2 separate regions of the Drosophila melanogaster genome follow, and region 2 is linked to region 1. Evidence: chromatin contacts called from public targeted proximity ligation data. All regions are on one chromosome and are shown on one strand. The core of a region is the stretch at or near the end of the contact, and the rest is flanking DNA. Distances in the headings are between cores, read along the strand shown.

What was found.
Region 2: a contact with region 1 is called in a targeted proximity ligation map of the S2 cell line, with 4 times the contacts expected there. A contact is called at or near these places in 12 of 107 Hi-C or Micro-C datasets (the D17-c3 cell line, the Kc167 cell line, the OSC cell line and 4 more) and 3 of 7 datasets of targeted methods (the Kc167 cell line and the S2 cell line).

Annotation. Positions count from the first base shown.
Region 1 is chr3L:880,257-884,410 of dm6, reverse strand. CG13907 reads left to right here and starts at 2,398. Exons shown (of 1, transcript NM_138225.3): 1 at 2,398-4,154. The coding sequence starts at 3,508. The region is part of intron 4 of Usp10 (Ubiquitin specific protease 10); the gene reads right to left.
Region 2 is chr3L:1,032,939-1,036,683 of dm6, reverse strand. trio (trio,) reads left to right here and starts at 1,809. Exons shown (of 17, transcript NM_167847.2): 1 at 1,809-2,186; 2 at 2,619-3,034. The coding sequence starts at 2,856. CG9205 reads right to left here and starts at 1,987. Exons shown (of 4, transcript NM_138231.2): 1 at 1,799-1,987; 2 at 1,223-1,474; 3 at 728-1,124; 4 at 386-652. The coding sequence starts at 1,310. The coding sequence ends at 463. It overlaps bab1 (bric a brac 1), which reads left to right. Exons shown (of 4, transcript NM_167852.2): 4 at 1-315.

The DNA of each region.
Region 1 (4,154 bases), core at 1,149-3,648:
CCCACAATTCGGATTGATTATGGGCCAAGTTCGACTGTAGCTGCCAGATAGGCAATGTATCTGACAGATACTGAGGCCAGGCTCATCGGCAAAACGGGTGCCGCATACAAAGCAACGCAACAAGTTGAACAAGCAAAAAACAGCAAGGTAAAACAGTCGAAGCATCAAACTGCGTCATTTTGAAAACACAATATTCTACAAGCTGTATTTTTGTATCCGTCGCCGTGTATCTGTATCTGTATCTGTACCTGAATCGGGGCAATGGCAATGGCAAGGAAAGCGTTGTCAGCGTAAAAAAAAAAAAACGCTTAGCAGCCAAACAAAGCGAGAAAAGCATTGACTACACAACACGGCGTATGCGCAATTTTCATTTTCATTAACAAAGAAGGCATGGGAATTAGCAAGAAAGGGGATGGTGGACATGAAGGGGTGCTCTTAGTGGGGTGCTGCGAAGAGGGTGGGGTGACAATAATTGAAGAGTCATCACTGGTTCATTCAACCTTTCAGCAACGAGGAAATAAAGAACTGAGGAAAGCTCTTGGCCAGCTGGAGAAAAATCTTTTTGTGTTCTTGTCTGTGCAAAGCTCTGTTCCCTCAGCAAAAGATGAATAGTTCAAGGATAGTTTATTCATTGCAAAAAGTGAACATCTGTGACAGTGGGAAAAACAATTTACGCTCATAAAGTGGAAAGAAAAATGTCCCTTTTATCAAACTTGTCACGTTTACTTGAAATATTTTAATTAAAACTCAGTATTAAGTTTAGTCCTATTGTGTTTGATATTACCTTAAGTAGTTTTTCTCAGTGCATTGCCCTATTTCACCCACATTTCACTCGCTTGCGTTTGGTTTTTTGGCACAGAATTCTGTTTTAAATGGGCCAGCTAATTTCCCAAAGACACCTGGTGCAAACGGCCACTAAGCAATCCATCCCGCTCATTTTGGCCCCTGAAACTTTGGATATCGAGTGTCACGGGCAACGTCCTAGTTTTCCAAACGTCCTGAGTGCATTGCATTTTGCGGCACATGCAATTTTAATAAGAGGAATTCTAAACGCACACATTGCGGTATAACAGTTTTGCTGCGATTACCGCTGTTTCGGATTAAATTTCAGTTAGGTTAAGTGTGATTTGTAGGCACACGCAGATTGCTAGCCAAGATTGGAGGCGTTGGCCATTTGAGGCCCCACGTAATGCGTTAATAACAGAGCAGCAAATCGAGTTAGCGAATCGGAACACAAAAAATAACATGAAAGAATCGTGGGAAGAGCCAAAGTGGCGCCCTCTGGCGTTGACCCACAATATCGGAGGGGTTTCATTTTCCTTCCATGTGAGCGTGTGTTTGACATGGAATTTTTATGAATGACATTGACCAACCACCCAAGAAGAAGAAGAACTGCTCACATCCCCCCGAAGGAAAGAGAGAGCCAAAGAGAACGAAAGAATTCTCTTACGACGCCTCACCGCAACAAATACGACGAAAAAGTGCTAACCAAGCCGAAAAACTGTTATAAACAACCAGAAGACAAAAAGCACATTTTTACGATTTTACGACCTGGCAACAGACGAAAAAGTTGATAAACAAAATAACTAGAAATATCTCAAAAGGCCTTCTTATCAGCTGCGTGTCGAATGCATTTTATTATTTAGGCGAGCCAACTGTAAAGATAATGCGCGGATTATACAATGGTCGGCGCCTAAAAGGCGGCAGACAAAAGTAACACTTTCGCCCGAACACGCACTTAGAATGACAGTAGAACTTCCCTAAATGAAACTTACAGTTTGGGAGTTGCACTGTTATTATTAAAAATAATTAAAAATATAAAATATAAATATAAAATATAAAATATAAATATCTACTCTATGGAAGTGATTTGCCTTGATATTTTGAAAAAGCATTTAGCAGTGCATTTGTTACACATTCGCTACAAGAGTAGGAAAAACATCCGTATGTTCAAAATCTTTAAAAGTGTCTTTAAGAAAATGTAATTTCCGTGTAAGATGTCCTGCAAAATTTTGCGTAGCTTCTGAAAAGTAAAAGTTAACCTTTAACCTAAATCGGCAGTAAAGAGCAACAGTTTCTGCGCTCTTTGGTTTAGGAACGTTGTGCAGTATAACAGTTTGAACAATTGCTGTGGCCATGTGGCAAAAGGCGGTTACCGGTTTTTCAGGCTTTACCTTTTCAAATTCAAATCAAAGAAAAGCAAAGATGATAAAAAGAAGGGAGAAAGACAAAAAGACAACCCTTGGGCAAACAAAGAGGGGTTGTTTGTCTTGGCTCTCCCTATCACTGCCACTCTCCCGCTCTCGCGGCTATTTGTTTTTGTTTCAATCAGCTGTTTTTTGGGGACGAGAGAGCGCGAGTGGAGCTTGCGCTCTGTGAGCTTGAACTTCAAATGCAACAAAACGGGCGACAGAGCGAAGGAGAGAGGGCGAGTGTTTTTACAGAAACTTAGAATTTGTCTTTGTATATCGTATAACAGTCGCTATTTGCTGCCGTTACGAGGAATTTTCATTTTCATTTCGCAGCGGACGGCGCAGCAGTTCAGAACAAAACTCGGGGAATTCAAAATCGGAATCGGAGATTGTTATTTTTCGCCAGATTCGCAAAAAGCAAATGAAAATGTCGCCCAAATGCAACTGCAGCTAAAAGTTATCGAGTAGTGTGTGTGTGCCGCCGAGTGTGTGCGTGGTGTGCGCTTTTTATCGATCACACTCCGCTCTTCTTCCTCCTCCTTTCCACCTCACCTCCCCACCCCATACCAACTCAGACACTCTGTCACGCTCTCCAATCGAATTTCAAAGCTGAAAATCGAAAAATTATACAATTGCATTCGCAAATTACGACGTACACACGTACGTACGTACGTACAGCACCCCCAAAAAAGCTGAGGAAATCACAGAAACGCAAAATCAAAGTCAAAGAAAAATCAAAGCAAAGAACCAGCGAAAATCGGGCAAATTTAAGGAAAACAAACATTTTCTAGTGACCTCAGCTGCAGCTGCAAGTGCAAGTTAAAAATACACAAACAAAGCGGAAATAAGCGAAAATAAAGCACAAAAACCGCAAGGAAAATAGTAACGGTTAAGTTGAAACCAGCACAAAATAAAGTCAAACTGTTCAACTGGAGCTAAAATATTAATAAACCAGGCCAAAGGCAGCACTCGTCTAATATTTGCTTAAATACAGGCAGCCCACGCCTTTTATCGCTAGTGAATTTATGAATTTATCAAACTAAACGAAAACAAAAACTCAATAACAATTGACACACACTCACACAAAAGCCAACTGCAGTGGGAGAGCAGCGAAGAGCGAGCTTGCAAAGAGCGAGAGTGAAGAGATAAACTTGGGCTCTCTCCTTCGCATTTGGCATTCACACGCGGGCAGCGACGCCAAGCGGACGTTCCTCCTCCTTCTTCGCCCTTCGCACTTCACACTTTCTAGCCCACTTTTTCAACTCCACCAAAACCGCGTGTGTGCCCGGGAACCCTAACCCTTCGTCCCGCCAACATGGTGGATACAAACAGTTCAAATCCGGGAATCGTGGGTGGAAACTCCGCCTCGTCCGCCAGGCTGAGGAGATTCGAGCGGACGGACAGTGAGCTGGCCTGCGAGGAGGCGGCCAGGCTGACGGCGGAACAGAGTCCGGAGGACGAGGACAATCAGGACAACGACGAGGATGACGACGACGAGGAGAGCGTGTACGGGGAACTGCCGCCTCCGCCGGACGGAGGATACGGCTGGGTCATCTGCTTCGCCAGCTTCATGTGCAACATGATCGTGGACGGTATCGCCTACACGTTCGGCATCTTCCTGGAGGAGTTCGTGGCCTACTTCCACGAGGGCAAGGGTACGGTGGCCTGGGTGGGCAGTCTTCTGTCAGGAGTCTACCTCAGCGCCGGACCTATCGTTTCCGCCCTGGCCAACAAGTACGGATGCCGAGCCGTCTGCATAGCCGGGAGCATAATCGCCTGCATAGCCTTCGTCTTGAGTACGTTCAGTACCAACGTGAGCATGCTGATGGCCACCTATGGCTTCATGGGGGGATTCGGGTTCGGCATGATTTATCTGCCTGCTGTAGTGGCCGTGGGCTATTACTTTGAAACCAAGCGGAGTCTGGCCACAGGAATTGCGGTCTGCGGCTCTGGCTTTGGCAC
Region 2 (3,745 bases), core at 560-3,059, 150 kb before region 1:
CCCAATAGACTTTGATGTTCCCACACGTATCGAAACTTAACGAATTACTTTCGGAATAGGATGTAATATAAGCAGTGGCAAGAGTTAGCGGCTAAATCTCCTGGATATTGTGTATCTTTGTACGATCTGGATCAGCGTCCAAGTCCACGTCCAAAACTCAACATTTTCTATAAACTTTAGTGCAAACTTTATGTTCAAATTAACTTTAAATGTCGAAATGAATGTTCTAATTAATCGAAGAAAACAAAAAACATAAAAACTTAAAAACGGAAAACCGAAACGAACAAAAAGTATTTTATAAAAACATTGAAAAGTAACCCAACCTGAAAGTCTTCTCATTGCTTACCAAACCGTTGTCTTGAATCTTGATTCTTGATTTTGCATTGCGGTTTGGCTTAGTGTTTATTGGGCATATCTTAGTGGAAACTGGAAACTGGAGACTATCCTTGCAGCATGCATCTCTCAAAGCACAAGAGGCACGGCCTCTGCCACCGGCTGGTTGATCTCCTGGTGGCGTTGCAGTAATCCCAAGCACTGGTGCAGGCACTGGGTGCTGGCCGTGGAGATCGCCTTGAGCAAAAGAAGATCGGGATCCGTTGGCGAGAAGGAAGCGCAGTCGATGCTCTCGATGGCCCTGGCCAGAGAAGCGTTGCTGGAAGGGTTTGGGGATAGATTTATAGATTGCAGGAGGTAATGCGGCGTTAGCTACGAATCACTGTGCAGTTACCATTGTTCCGTGAGAAACAGAGCTTGGCGCGCTGAAACCATGGCATCGGAGGCGGCAAGCAATTCCCGCGGAGGAAGCGGCGACGAGTTGCTGATGTCCATCGCCTTCATGTGACTCTCGACCACCGCCCGCAGGCCATCCACCCACTCCTGACGGGCCCTGGCATCGTTGGCCCTCAGCTTTACCGTATCGCCGGAGGCGCAGGCGATGGCGAACGTCCTAGAGTCCTCGTCACTCGGGTACACCACTGCGCCGGCCAGCTGCACCTGGCCCCTGGGAGCACTGGCCAGGACGTGGGGCGAGGGCGCGATGTCGTCGCCCACCGTCGACGAGTCGCACAGGTAGTAGCTCAGCGATCCTGTCTTGGCGTCCACCGTAAACCAACGGTACTGCCATCCTGCAAAGTGGATGCTGCGATTAGGGAAGCGGTTCTAGCGGGGATTCTATGGGATGGAGAGCTTGAAGGTGCTGCTCCAAAGGTGAAAGTTTGCTCACCCTTCATCACATTGGTGTATTTGCTGAGCTGACCGCAGAGTTTCAGTTTGGCCGATTCACGAATGATCCTGTTCAAGTTGCTCTCCATTTTGGCGGCGGCGTCCTTGGGATCGGGGCGCACTGGGGGCGTGGCCTGCCGTGGGCGGTGCTTCTTCTTGCGCTGGCGAAGCGAGTTCTTGATTTTGCGTAAAATGTTTGCAGGTATATTAATTTGATTCGGGTTTATTTGGTAAAACTCGGCAGAAACGGAAGCTAATGAACAACAGACAGTGTTGTATCAGCGAGCTTATGCTAGCAGGCGAGCATCGATAGTAGTACAATCGATGCCTGTTATCGTAGATAGTTGGTATTTTTACATATTATTTAAAAAAAGTCAAAATATTTAATATTTAATCATAGGTATCATTTTGAGATAATCATGAGCGTAACTATGTAGACTTTTTTAAGAAAAACTCTACTCAATTGCGATGCCTTATGACTATCGATTATTAACACCTATCGAGGCACGCAATCGGTGTGCTCGATTAAAAAAGGCTGAAAATTCAGTTTGTAAGCCGTTTCGGCATCTGGTCACACTTGTCGTTTCGCAAAATCCAATTTGTTTAAACAAAACAGAGAGCGCCCGTTCGTAAAATCGCGGTTTCTTGAAAAATGAAAATTTTAGCTTAGCCCGCGTCAAGTCGCGAACTGCGTGCAACGGTAACTTGGGTGATTTTACCGGTGGGAAAGCGTGTGAAAAACAAAAGCAGCGCGAGTGAAAAAAATCAATTTGGTGGCACAAGCAGTGGCAAGAAGAAGAGCCAAGACGCAAGAGAACTGCTTGCGGATGATGTGATGATACAGATATACATAGCATATACATATGTATATACAGGCTATATATACGTCTGGAGTTTGTGTTCAAATTGAGGCAATTAAAACATAGCGGATTTTCGCCCGTTCGCAGTGGCGAATGTTGTGTTGAGTGTGTATATTTCCAAATAATGTTTCAACTTGTGTGCCTGCCTGCGCGAGTTCTATTTGATGTTTTTATGCTGCGTGTGATTTATGACATTTAACGGGAGTACATATGTATACATGTGTGCACATGCCACATACACATACGCATATGTATGCACCCCCATGCGAGTGTGTGTGTTTGCCCGTCTGTTTGTATCTCCCTCTCACTCCCACACGCACGAAAGTGCGAGGGTGACTGAAGAAAAAAACTCCACTCCTTGCATCTAAAAATAGGAAAACTACACAAATTGTGTGCAAATTATGTGTAGCATTTAGAAAACCAAGTGAAATACCCATTGCTAATCTGCATCTCTGCTTCCCCACTCATTTTCCACCCACACACACACACGCACACACGGGCAAACACACGAAAACCGCAACAACACAAACACAACAGCAAAAGAGTGACCATGAAAATGCCAGCGAGAAATTTGCGAAAATCAATGAGCAAAAGCAGCGGTTCATAATAATAACTAATAACAGAGCCAAAACAAGTGAAATTCGAGGCTGGAATTCGTTATGCTGCAGTGCCCATCGTCGGATTAAAAAACGGGCGGAGACCCCCCAGTTTAACCCCTCCAGTGATTAACCCCCGGCCGCTTTAACCACCCCTCCCCCTTCCCCTGCCGACGGCATGGACGGCCAGCGGGCCAGGGATCTCCTGACCCTCCTCCAGGAACGGGTCGTCTTCCTCACGGGCGGACGGGACCGGCGCGGCGGACCGCTCCTCTGCTTCCCGGCCACGCCCCGTCGCGATCGCCTCAAGCCGGAGGATCTGCGGCGTCTCCTCAGCTACCTGATCAGCATTCCCAGGTGAGGATGTAGTTGCTACTACCACATAGGAATAGCCATTTAGTTAGTTAGGTTCTATTGACATCCAATTGGATCTGGGCAAAGGTCGTCCATCTCAAAATTGTCTATGTTATAACTATATTTATGTTATCTATGTATTACGAAAGCACACGTAGAAGTATAAATATATTAAAATACAGCAAGATAAATAATTATGAACATATTGCCGAGAAAAAAAAGAGTGCAGCTAATTCTTAATCTATGCCTGCACTTTATTACGTTAAGTTATTGTTTGATAAGCACTAGCCATGATAATAATTTAAAATTGCAATAATATGATAACACTCAGCAAAGTAAAGAGGACCATTTTCATATTTTGTACATTTAAATATGTTGCTTTTCTAGATTTCATCACAAACTAATTGGCTTAATTCGTAGCATAGACATTTACATTTTTATAGACTTTTTGATTTACGAGCTATAAATAAAGCATAGAAAATTCTTGGAACTTATAATGACTCACCCAAATCATCTTGCACCTAATTAAATTTTACACTTTTCATCTTGACATATACATTCTATATATGTATATTTGATCAACTTTTCTTTAAAAACGTCCAGCTTAGTTAAGTGCACTCAAAGTGGATTGCATGACTGCCAGCTTTAGTTACAATTTAGATGAATTGAAAACGTCAAGTTCTTAGATATTTATACTGCAATGTTGCCTTTGGC